2 separate regions of the Mus musculus genome follow, and region 2 is linked to region 1. The links are chromatin contacts, called in public promoter capture Hi-C maps. All regions are on one chromosome and are shown on one strand. The core of a region is the stretch at or near the end of the contact, and the rest is flanking DNA. Distances in the headings are between cores, read along the strand shown. Region 1 holds the start of Ptgs1 (prostaglandin-endoperoxide synthase 1). Region 2 holds the start of Ppp6c (protein phosphatase 6, catalytic subunit).

Evidence for each region. Capture Hi-C pulls out chosen DNA fragments and counts their contacts.
Region 2: a promoter capture Hi-C map of liver shows a contact between it and region 1, with 2.8 times the contacts expected there. The contact joins the promoter of Ppp6c here to the promoter of Ptgs1 in region 1. A contact is called at or near these places in 1 of 39 promoter capture datasets (cranial neural crest) and 1 of 9 other capture datasets (liver).

What each region holds. Positions count from the first base shown.
Region 1 is chr2:36,228,509-36,234,721 of GRCm38.p6, forward strand. It overlaps Ptgs1 (prostaglandin-endoperoxide synthase 1), which reads left to right and starts at 1,918. Exons shown (of 11, transcript NM_008969.4): 1 at 1,918-2,061; 2 at 2,160-2,255. The coding sequence starts at 2,055.
Region 2 is chr2:39,221,548-39,227,851 of GRCm38.p6, forward strand. Ppp6c (protein phosphatase 6, catalytic subunit) reads right to left here and starts at 4,802. Exons shown (of 7, transcript NM_024209.3): 1 at 4,620-4,802. The coding sequence starts at 4,694.

The DNA of each region.
Region 1 (6,213 bases), core at 668-3,167:
TCTCCACTGTACCCATCCTTCATCAACTGCACACTCCCATTGCAGCCCTCCTTCACTGCATCTGTCTTCTGATGGCATGAAGGGCTGTAGAGCATGGTTATAGCAAGGGCTCATGCTCTCTACTGGCATGGGTCCTGCCTTTGCTACCCACTTGGTCCTATTATCCTGGTGTTCAAATGGGAAGCAGGCCCTAAGGGCTTGTCTATGGTCAAAGAGAAGAAAGGAGACTTGAACTCAGTTTTCTTGATTCCCAGGCTAAGTCTCCTCCCTCCAGGGTTAGGGCTGAGCTAGTTAGCATTTGTTTTCACTACAGGACAGGTCTGGGAGTGAGCTACAGGTGTGACTCCTTGGGTCCAGGCCCAGAGTGAGGGCAGACCGGGGAGTGGAGGATGAGAATCATGCCAGCTCTTCTTGTATTTCTTGGTCACCAGAAGGTCCCCTGTCCTCTGGGGAACAGAACCTCAGCTTTCCTCCCAGATCTCATTATTTTGCTGACAATCACTTGACCCACAGCCCCTTGCCCAGCTGGCTGGTTACCAGAGGGGTCTTAAATCTGGGGATGTGGAGAAACTGAAGCTGGTCTCAGTATACCAGGGCCCCAGTTCTTCCCCTGGTCTGTCCTGGCTTGCTCAGTTTCCCTAGAGCAGTTGGCTTTTGTCCCTGTAGAGCATGGGAACAGCTCTGGTTTGGAAGCAAAAGGGGCACCCCATCAGGCCCCACCTTTCCTACCTGTTCCTTTCCTGAGCCCAGAGATGCCCGAGAGCCAGCACAAGGATGAATGGGCCCTTCCACCAAGCCATGCCTCTGGGTGCGGGCGTGGGCAGAGGGCGTGCTGGGAAAACTGAGGGAGAGAGCTGGCAAGGAAAAGGACGAGGACACTGTGGCTTTGCTCCTATTCTCTGCTCCTTCTAGGCTCAGTTTCCCCCACTGTACAAAGGAGCCAATGACCCAAAGGCTTAGGTCCTATAAGGCTGGCAAGTGGCCATTCAGCTGGAGGGTGGCATTTGGCTAGCCCTGGAATCTAAGTTAGGGCAACTTTGAAAAAGGTTCTCTGACCACAGAGTAGCCACTGCCACATGGGATCTGTATATTTTTTTCTATGGTGTTTTTTTTAAATGTCTCATTAATTTTATTTTGTGTAAGGATTAAAATATACAAATGTTATAATTTTCTTTTAAAACAACTCCCCTCACCTTTAACTATCAGTAAACAAAATTGCCTTATGCCATACATATTTTTTGATATCTACTTTATATGTATCTTTTAAAAATTTTGTTTTTTAATTTTTTACTTAATTCACTTTACATCCCACTCACTGCCCCCTCCTGGCCACCCCCTCCCACAATCCTTCCCCCACTTCCCCCCTACACTTCTCCTCTGAGTAGGTGGGGGCCCCCTGGGTATCCCTCACTGCCTAGGGTGGTTTTGCATGTCCATTTTATAAATAAATACACCGAGGACCAGCAAGGACTAAAGGTGAGCCAACTGGCAGGCTGTGTATTAGGAATGTAAATTACAGCTCCTCATGTCTGACCTGGCCTCTGCCTGCTCAACGGAGAAGGAAGCTCTTCTGTTGGCGGGCAGGAGTGGCAGTAGCGTGTTTTCCATGCAGGACCTCGTGTGCAGGCTGGACTGGACTGCATGGCTTCTCACCTCCTTGCTCCTCATCCTTCTTCAAGCAAGCTATGGTTCAAACCAGCCTCTTCCACCATTTGTTCTGCCTACAAGCCTTGTCCTCCTTCGTGCCCATCCTCAGAGAGCCTCAGTTTGCTATATCCCAAATGGATGCATTTCTGACACTGTAAAAAGATCTTGCACCTCAAGGATCGTGAGTTACGGTCTGAGCAGTCACCATGCAGTAATTAATAAAACGTCTTGGCTAAGGCTGGAGCAGAGGAAGTTGGCGGTCAGCCTGTCAGAGGTGACAACTGGAGGGAGGAGTGGGGGTGGAGCCGTGAGATGGGTGGGAGGGGACCTGCCAGTGCTGGGGCAGTGCTGGAGTTGCACCCGAGGAGCCAGCCGTTGGCATTGCACATCCATCCACTCCCAGAGTCATGAGTCGTGAGTCCGACCCCAGTGGTGCCCCCACGCGTCCCGGAATTCGGTGGCCTGCAGGCGGAGCCTTGAACGCTAGGCTCAACTCTCTCTTCCTTCTGCAGGAAGGAGTCTCTCGCTCTGGTTTCCCCTGCTGCTGCTCCTGCTGCTGCCGCCGACACCCTCGGTCCTGCTCGCAGATCCTGGGGTGCCCTCACCAGGTAGGTGCCCCCGCCGGATGCCCGTGAAAATTCCAAGTCCTGCGCCGTGGGCTTGGTCCATCTCCCTTCCAGGCGGACTCCCTGATTCCCCTTTCTGCTCGCGGTGCCGGGGAATAGGGTGTTGAGGTTATGGAATGGGGTCCCTGGAGAATGGCTAGGGCCTACCTGGGATCTCTCTGGCACACAGCCCACTGAGATCCCGAGTCGGCAGGGGAAGCAGAGACAGGTTCTTTAACTTCTCACCTGATATGTGGTCCGACTTTCCAAGCAGCCTCTGTACCCCCCCCCCCCCCCCCCCCCAGAACTCGGCGGTTTCCTGTGGGGGCTCCTTGGGGAGGAAGCGGCAGACGCCAAGGGGAAGGCGGGCTGGACACTGAGTTCCTTTTCTTTGGCCTCTAACTTTTGGGGAGTCTATCTTAACGCTCAACCTATCTCCCCAACGGTAGATACAGGGATGGGGGTGGGGGACACCAGCTATCCTGGGAATGGGGAAGTGGGCACATAGTGACCAGGAAATTGAGGTTCAGTAGGTGCGATAACAGCCCCAAGTCACATAATGCATAGTGGGCTCAGGGTTTGAATTCAGGATCAGCCTAATCCAGTCACTCTCAATACCTGCAGTGGTTCAAAGAAGCCAGTTCTGCAATTCTGTCCCGCTTCTCTCCCTCAGGGCAGAACCAGGTTCTAGGAAAGAAAAATAATTTACTCCCCGCCCCCCCCATACTTCCCCTGCCCTCCACCTTTCCTTCCTCTCTTTACAATTTGGATGCCCATCTGTAAAATGGGGCCAAGAAAGGTTGGCAGTGGGGGAAAGGGATACTACAGGACCTTGGAACTCAGAGGACAGAGTGGCCTGAGAATCACAGCAGGCTTCCTGGAGGATGGGGTTTGAGTGAGAAAAAGAGCTGGGGACACCTGTGCTAGAAAGGTGACAGTCTGGGTTTTTGGAAAGGAAGCCATTTGTGATCCAGCACTGCAGTTTACCAAGATTAGCTGTGCGTGCCTTTTCTTTGGTGCTCACAGCAGCCTTGTGGGAGGCAGATGCGTTAAGTCCATTTTGTAGATCAGAACTTTGAGAGGCTCAGGAAGTGGGGCCACTTGTTGGAGACCCCACAGTGAGCTGATGGTAGAGCCAAGGCTGACATGTTGGCCATGCTGACTTTCAGTTTCAGCATGAGTCCAGCTCTCACCTGACCCTCCACCCTTTGAGGATCCGGTGTTCATGCACCTGTCTTCCTTGCTGGGATTCTTTTAGGGAAAGGGTAGAGTTCAGCTTGGAGGGCAAAGCTGTGCCAGGGAATCCACAAATGTTCAAGTTCATCCCTTCCAGACCCTGGGTTTGGCTTGGTGTCCTCCCTTTAGCCTGGGAGTAGGCATGACTTGGTGACCCAAGCTGCGCCTGACTAGAGCCACGGTGTCCCCTTTGCCTATAGTCATATTGCAAGTGCTGTAGTGGAATTTTTCTGTTTTGCATTCCAAGGGCTTTTTCTATTTGAGCCTTTGGCTGGGGCCTGGTGACACAGAGGTCACAGTCTGATGTGGAGTGATGTAGGTGCCCAGAGTGACGCTGGAGTCCACAGTCTGATGGTGGAGATAGGCGCCAGCATGTTGTTAAGTAGGAGAGTGAGGGCTGTGGCGAAGGGTGAGAGAGAAGTATAAAGATGTCAAAGAGGGAGTATTGACCCTGTGTTGGTTAGGGGCTGCAGGCTGCTTTAAAGGATGATGGCTTTTGTCTCTCATTGGGTGGGGGGGATGGCATCCTATTTGAGCTCAAGGCTGTGTGCTGGGGATTTATAGTGTTCAAATGCTTGCCTTCCAGTGTGTGTGTGTGTGTGTGTGTGTGTGTGTGTGTGTGTGTGTGTGTGTGTGTATGTATGTAACAGGTAGCTCTGGCTGTCCTGGAACTCACTATGTAGAATAGGCTAGTCTTTTTTTTTAATTATTATTATATATTTTCTTTATATACATTTCAAATGCTATCCCAAAAGTTCCCTATACCCTCCCTCCGCCCTGCTCCCCTACCCACCCACTCCTGCTTCTTGGCCCTGGCATTCCCCTGTATTGGGGCATATAAAGTTTGCAATACCAAGGGGCCTCTCTTCCCAGTGATGGCCGACTAGGCCATCTTCTGCTACATATGCAGCTAGAGACACGCGCTCTGGGGGTACTGGTTAGTTCATATTGCTGTTCCACCTATAGGGTTGCAGACCCCTTGGGTGCTTTCTCTAGTTTCTCCATTGGGGGCCCTGTGTTCTATCTTACAGATGACTGTGAGCATCCACTTCTGTATTTGCTAGGCACTGGCATAGCCTCCTACGAGACACCTATAACAGGGTCCCTTCAGCAAAATCTTGCTGGCATTGTGCAATAGTGTCTGGGTTTGGTGGCTGACTATGGGATGGATCCCGGGTGGGGTAGTCTCTGGATAGTCCATCCTTTCATCTTAGCTCCAAACTTTGTCTCTGTAACTCCTTACATGGGTATTTTGTTCCCTATTCTAGAACAGGCTAGTCTTGAACTCACAGAGCTCCACATGCCTCTGTCTCCCTAGTGCTGGGATTAAATAAGTGTGCACCAGCATGCCCGGCCCATTTATGTGCCCAGGGAGAGGGCATGGCCTGGTGAGTAGAGCTGTGAGGCTAGGCTGACTCCTGCACGTGGGGTGAGACTTGAACACAGGCCAAAGCCTCCCTGTGTCTTTCTCGGCTTCTCCTATCTTCAGCCCCAGCTAGGTAGGTCTGTGTACCTGGAGGGCCTTACTTTCCTGCTAGAGGTGGCTACTTGGGCCTGCCATGGAGGTGTCTACCCTGGATCTGCCTACAGGCATGGTGTCAGGGAGGACCCAAGTCTGGCTACTCGGGCTTGCTTTCCTCTTGGACGCCAGGCCCCTGGAGCTTCTGTAAATATTATTCTTAGGAGATTTGGATGCAGCCTCTTCTGCCTGATGTTGTCCACACATCCTGGAGAACTCAGTGTTCCCTAGCTGTAACCTGTTCTATGCCCTGCTTGGCTGTGAGTCCAGATCCCCCCAACCTTTGGGCTGGAGGACATCTTACCCCAATCTATGGATGGGTTTTAGAGTCGGGACATCTTGGTCAGGGGTTATCTGGGGGAATGTGGGTTGGCTGCCTTGACCTTCAGGTCTGTGTTTTGCAGCACCATGGTGGCAGTCCATCGTCCTGCTTCATGAGTGGCTGGCGCTCAGTGGGAATGGTCGCAGGGTTCTGGGCTGAGGGTAGGAGAATGATGGAAAAAATTTAGAGGCCCAGCTTGGCTTTCCCTAGAGTACAGACAGGGTGGGGAGTCCCTTTGAGATACCCGCTCTCCCTACTTATGGACTAGACAGGAAAACAAGGCCCTAAGTGTGGAAGGCACTTATTTATGAATATGGCCAGAGACAGCATCACTTCCCAGTTCATCTTTCCTCTACTCTTCTTCCTTGGTAGCTGACTTGTGCTTGAACGTGGGTCACTGGAATTAAATTAGACTGTATGCCTGTACCTCCTAGTGCTCTCCTCAGATGGCTCCTTAGTTCCATCAAGAAAGACAGGTGGTCTCTGTAGAGAAGACCTCTCTGTAGTTAGCCAGAGAGCTGGGTAGTCTCAGTAGAGAGATCTCCCCTGCTGCTTAGAGGCGTGGGTGGGCATGGGGATCATGCAGAGGTGAAGCCAGAGTTCCTGTTGAATGCTGGAGGTCGGCTTCTGGCAGGAGGCTGAGGCACAGTTTCTCACATTCACCTTGTTTACAGTTCACCTTGAAGAAACAGCAGCATCTTTAGCCTTTGGATCATCATGACTGTTGTATCCTTCCCCTAAAGCCAGCCCCAGACATCCCAAGATGAGTCAGACAGGGTGAGGGAAGGAGGTTTACATTTTGGTTCTGCAGCCTGGAAGCTGTGGGGCTTGCGTGTAAGCCTCTTGCCTTCCCTGAGCCTAGACTTCCTCCTTGTGCAATGGGA
Region 2 (6,304 bases), core at 3,552-6,051, 3.0 Mb after region 1:
GGTGGATTTCTGAGTTCAAGGTCAGCCTGGTCTACAAAGTGAGTTCCAGGACAGCCAGGGCTACACAGAGAAACCCTGTCTCGAAAAAAACCCAAAAACCAAAAAAAGAAAAAAAAAAAAAAAGAAAAAAAAAAAGTACTTGCAACTCTTACAGAGAATTGGGGTTCAGCTCCTAGAACCCACGTGGCAGCCTTCAATTGTCTATAACTCCAATTCCAGAGTGTCTGATGCTTTCTTCTAGTTTTCATGAGCACTATACACATGTGGCACACATACATACAACAGAAGCAAAACACTCATAAACATAAAATAAAACTATATCCTTTTTTAAAGAATGCATACTACTCTAGCAGAGGATCCAAATTCATACAACAGATAGTTCACAATGGCCTGTAACTCCAGCTCCATGGGATCCAATCTCTGGTCTCCTCAGGCAGCTGCCCACACATGCACATATCCACACATGTACACATAATTAAAAATTGTAGAAATAAATATCTAAAACATTAATGAACTTGTCTTCTTCCAGAAAAAAAAACTTTCTGTAGTATTTATTAAATGTCTCTAATTATTTCTCTCCTTCCTCTGGTAGAATCTTTTATTTTGGCGTTAAGACCTCAAAAAAGATAGTGCTAGGGCTGGAGAGATGGCTCAGTAGTTAAGAACATTGGCTGTTTTTCCAGAGGATCTGTTTTTAATTCCCAGCATCCATATAGTGGCTCACAACCATTTGTAACTCCAGCCCCAAGAGAACCAATGCCCTTTTATGCCCTGCATGCATTTGGTATACAGACATACACGCAAGTAAAATATCCACACACTCATACAAAAAAACTTTTTTTAAAGACTCAAGGCTAGAGAGAAGGCTCAGCAGTTCTTGTTCTTGAAGAGGACACATGTTCAGTTCCCATCACCCACATAGTGGCTTGCAACCTTCCAAAAACTCCAGGAGATCTGAAGCCCTCTTCTGACTCTCTAAGACCAGTCATGCACATGGTACATATACATATATGCAGACAAAATTTTCATATGCATAAAATAAATACATAACAAAGTCTCCTAGAATACTTTGTTGGCCTACCTAATTTTAGTTTGTACTTTACACCAGGCAACACAAATAAAATTTTCTTTTTCCTCACCTGAAATCACTACGTAGTCCAGGAGCATAAATAAAATTGAATTTCTCTTTTCTTCTCTCCCTCTTTTCCCTCCTTCCCTTCCTTCCTATTTGAGGTAGAATTTTACTATGCAGCTCTGACTGGACTGAAACTCACTATGTAGACCAGGCTGGCTTCAAAACTCAAGAGATCCACTTGCCTCTTCCTTCTGAGTTCTGGACTAAATGCATTTGCTACCAAGACTAGCTAAAATTGAACTTCATAAACACTAGATAGTCAGGAATACTGACTCACATTTGTAAATCCAACACTCAGAAGACAAGAGGAAGGAAGACTGCAATTGCAGTTAGCTCAAGGCTAGGCTGGGCTACTTAGTTGAGTTCCAGGGAAGACTGGACTTCAGGGCAAAACCCTTTTGCAGTATAATATTTGGGGGTTCCTGCCAACCTTAGATCATTTAGTTCCCAAATAAAAGATACAAACCCTTATATTTATAATAAGTCTTAAAGCATTAAAGCTGGACAGTTATCATCCCCTCTATGCTAATTTGTCTATTTCCCTGTCAGTGACTCTGAGATATCACTTGCCATATTCTACCTGGGCTGCTCCTACCCAACTGGCCTACCTCAGACCCAAGCCAGGCAACTGAAGCTCCACCTACCTCTCTTTTGCTCAGCTACAGGCAGTAGGCATCTTTATTCAACTGATAATTTTAAATTAAGGAGCAAGTTTTGCACACAAAAGAAAGCTGCCATATTGATAATTCATCCGTGTTGAGGTGACTAGAGCTTAGGACACAGAATTACAACACACAGCAACAGACCAAACCTCAACAAAAGCCGGTCTCAACAAATAAGCAACCAAGCAAATAGAAACTATATCAGAGACTGGCTGCACAAGCAAATTAATCTGATAGAACTGTTTCCAGGATAGGAAACAATTTTTTTGAAGGATATACAGAAAATTTAGATTTTCTTCCCCAGTAGTTAATCAAAAAACTAGGGGAGTGGGGCAGTCTAGTAAGAAACAGATAAATGTGGGGCTGGAGAAATGACACAGCAGTTAAAAGCACATATGATTCTTTTGCAGAGGACCTACACTCTATTCCCAGCACTCATGCCAGGCTGCTTATAACTGCTTGTAACTACAGCTTCAGAGAGCCTCCAGCTTGTAACTACAGCCTCTAATGCCTCTGGCTTTGAAGGCATCTGCACTCATATACCCATATCCCAAAGACACATGGAGGATCTCTGAGTTCAAGGCCAGCCATGCCTATAGTGACTTTGACCCAGGGCTACACAGAGAAACCCTGTTTCGATAAACAAAGCAAAATAATTACTTAATTAATTTAAAAAGCACACAACAGGCTCAGCAATTTAAAGAGTTTAGTGCTCTTGCAGAAGACTCAGGTTCAATTCCCAGCACAAATATCAGGTAGCTCAAACCACCTATAAATCCAACTTCAGGAGCCTAGGATTGCTCTCTGCCTCTGCCAGCACCAGCATACACATGGGGCACATAAATTCACACAGGTACACATACATCTACATAAATAAAAAACAACTAAATCTTTTAAAAAATTCAGCTCAACCCTCACACCACAATAAAATAAAACAAACCACTATTAAGGTGGAAGCCGGAGAACCAGGGGTTTAAGGCAAGCTTGGGCTACATGATGCCCTGTATCAAAATATCTATATCTAAGATCTGGAGAGATTGCTCCTCAGTTAAGATTGTACAGAGGACCCGAGTTCAGTTTCTATCACCCACATCTTTTGGTTCACAACTGCCTGTACCTCCAGCTCCAGGTGACCTGGTGCCCCTGGCTTACAAAGGCAAAATGTGCACATAACCGCCCCCCCCCAACTAATTAAAAATAAATCTTATTAAAAAAAAAAAAAAAGGAACGGAAAGAAAAAGCCAGGCATGTTGGTTAGGGTCCAGCAGTTGGGAAGTAGAAGCAAGAGGGTCAGGAGTTCAAGGCCATCCTCAGGTACATACTGGGTTGGAGGCCACCATGAACTTTTTTTAAAGATTTGTTTTTATTTTATGTGTATGGCTGCTTTGCTTGCACACATGTCTGTGGAACACATGTGTACCTGGTGCCTATGAAGACCAGAAGAGGGCATCAGATTCCTTGGAACTGGAGTGACAGGATGTTACAAACTATCATGCCCTTGCTGGGAACAGAATTTCCAGGTCCTCTGGAAGAGCAGCCAAGTGCTCTTAACCATTGAGATATCTCTCCAGCCCCAGCAAGAACTATATTAAGATCTTATCTCAGGAAGAAAGCAAAAACAAGACAAAACAAAATTACCAAGCAGGAAGACAAGGCAAATGCCTGATTCAGGTGGCTGAATATGAACACCAATCATGTAACACAGGCAGTCAGTATGTAAGTTACAAGCTATGTACTTTCACACAACCAACACTTGAGGTCTTAAACATTTTGCATACTTGTTGGCTGATTTAAATATAAACTTCATGTACTAGATGAGACAAGAAAACAGACACAGAGCAAAATCTTCACAAGAGAAATAAAATTCGTTAGGAAAAAGGCAATTTTTTTCTTGAAAAAATTGTTTTAAGCCTGTGGCTTAAAAATATTACAAAAACAGCATGAAAAAAAAATTCAAATGATCGAGAGTGACTGACTACATAGCAAATCAAAGTTAACGGAATAAAACAGACATTAGCAACCATCGGATAAACACCAACGTGGTCCTAAGCACTAGTTTTTGCAGAAACAAAATACGGTTGATAACAGTGGTACACCAACGGCTTACTTCTTTACTGCATTAACTTAGCCTGAACTGAGTAAGACCTCCTTTGGAAAACCAAGAAAACGACACCTTGAGTTACAGGGGAACAGCTCAGAGGTCATAAAAACATTTGAACTTATTGATAAGCAACTGCTTATTCACTTAAATAGCTCAACAACGGGCTAAGAAATGAGATCCACATCCAAATCATCAGAAGAAAACTACCACTCCTAAGAAGCAATTTAGGGGAGTGGTGAAGCTGAGGCGACTTGTCATTCTCTCCCATTATGGTCGCATCGATCCCGCCCACCGGCTTCCACCTCTCAGGGACTTAAACACACCGCGGCCGCGTCCCTGGAGCAGACAGCGGCTCCTGTTACCTCTGCTGGGAGGACCCCATCCCGGGAGCACTACCCGCTCGGCCCGGCTCCGTCTCCGGGAGGCCGAGCGAGTTAGAGTGAGAGTCTTTAAGCTCGGAGTCCCGTGAGGGTCAGGGGATCGTGACATCCCCCGGGATCTCCCCTCAAAGAACTGGACAGCATTCGGGGGATCCGGGCTCCCCTGGTTCTCCGCGTCACGCCGCCTCGGACCCGGTCCTCTCGCACCGCGGAGCGCCCTCCGCCGCGCCAGGATCGGGCGCCCGGTAGGGATCCCGCCGAGGGAGAAGGGCGGGCCGGCGGGAGCCCCGCAGCCGGAAGGGGCTTGCCTCGCAAGCTGGACGGCCTCCGGCCCGGCTCACCTTCAGGTCGTTCTCGGGAAGGTACTTGCACTGCCGCGCTATCTCCACATACTTGTCCAGATCCAGCGGCGCCATTTTAGGAAGAACAAGCCGCGGCGACAGCAGCGGCAGCGGCTGTAGTAGCGGAGGCAGCGGCGGAGGCCGAATCCGGAACCCTCCTTACGTCACGTCCGATCCGTGAGTGGCGTCTGCGAAGCGACGTAAAAGCCTGACCCGTTCCGCTCTCTCTCTCAGGCGGAATTCCGGGCCACGGATCTATCTCCAAGAGAACCCGGAGGTCCTTTTGATAAAACCTACTGGGACCCGTAGCTCTCTGCCGCGGGGCGTGCTGGGATTTGTAGTTTTAGTAAAATGCTCTTCCTTTCCTATCCTTGGCAACAGACTTCACCTCAAATGAGGCTTTTTCTAAGGAAGACCATGAAGTGGTTAACTAAGAATTCCCTGGCTCTCACTCCTACCCTGTAAAGTATCTTCAGTTAAAGTTAAGAGTTACTGTTACCGCCTTTCCAGGACTACTGAAGACCTGGCCTAGACAACATTTGAAACAAACTTAACACCACCGGTTCTCTGGCTGGGGGGTGGGGTGGGTGGTGGGTGGGGGAAGAAACAAACAATAAAGCATTTCTTATGCCACATTCTGTACAAATACTGGCACTTTTTTTTTCTCCTGTTCAATTCTTGTAAGACTGTAAGAATGCAAAGTTTGCATGTGTTATTTGCCCCAAAATCTCAAAGGAAACAGAAAAGATGGATCCTAGACTGAAAAACAGGCTACTGACTTAATCCGGTGAGTTCCAGGAGGGGGCCGGAAAGGTTTTTTTTTTTTTTTTGTCGTATCCCAGTGCCAAGAACAGTTCTTGACACCTACTATAGCTTTAACATTGGTCCATTTGACAACTCTATATTGAATAGCAACAAAGTACAGATACACTTATAGGCAGTTAGAATAACCAATGGCTGCAATAGACAAAAATCTCTATCCTTGGGGCTGGAAAGAGTGCTCATTAGTTAAGAGCACTAGCTGTTCTTCCAGAGGATCCAAGTTCTATTACTAGCATCTACGTGGCTGCTTTCAAGTCCAGTTACGGGAGATCAGACACCTTCTTCTGGGCACTGTGTGCATGTGGTACAGAAATATATTTGCAGTCAAAATAAATAAAATAATAAAAAATAATGTATTAAAAAATCTGTCCTCAACTTGCAATTTAATTCTGTTAGAGATAACCGACAAATATAATAAATTACTCAGAGCATGTTAGAAAGTGATAATTTAAGGAAAACATTCCAGCATAGTAAGGAGGATGGGTTGACACAGGATTCAGAATTAACCTGACCATAGTGTACCACATATTTGACCACAGCAGTGATGAGGCAGCTGGATAACTGTGAGTTCTAGGATAGCCTAGTCTATGTAGCATGTTGCAGGTCAACCAGAAGACCTTGTCTCAAAAAAAAAAAAAAAAACACAACAACAACAAAAACACAGCAAAGTTGGGAAGGTGGGAAGTTGTATGGAAGATATCTGATGCATTTCTAAGCTTATTTGGAGCTTTTGTGGAAGAGCCATACCATAGTGGCTGGAGCTCAGAGGAAGAAATGAATACATAGATTTATTTTCCTTTTGATGCAGTGGACAACTGTTGTAGGATTTTAAACATGCAACATGATCAAACTTATTTGGATTT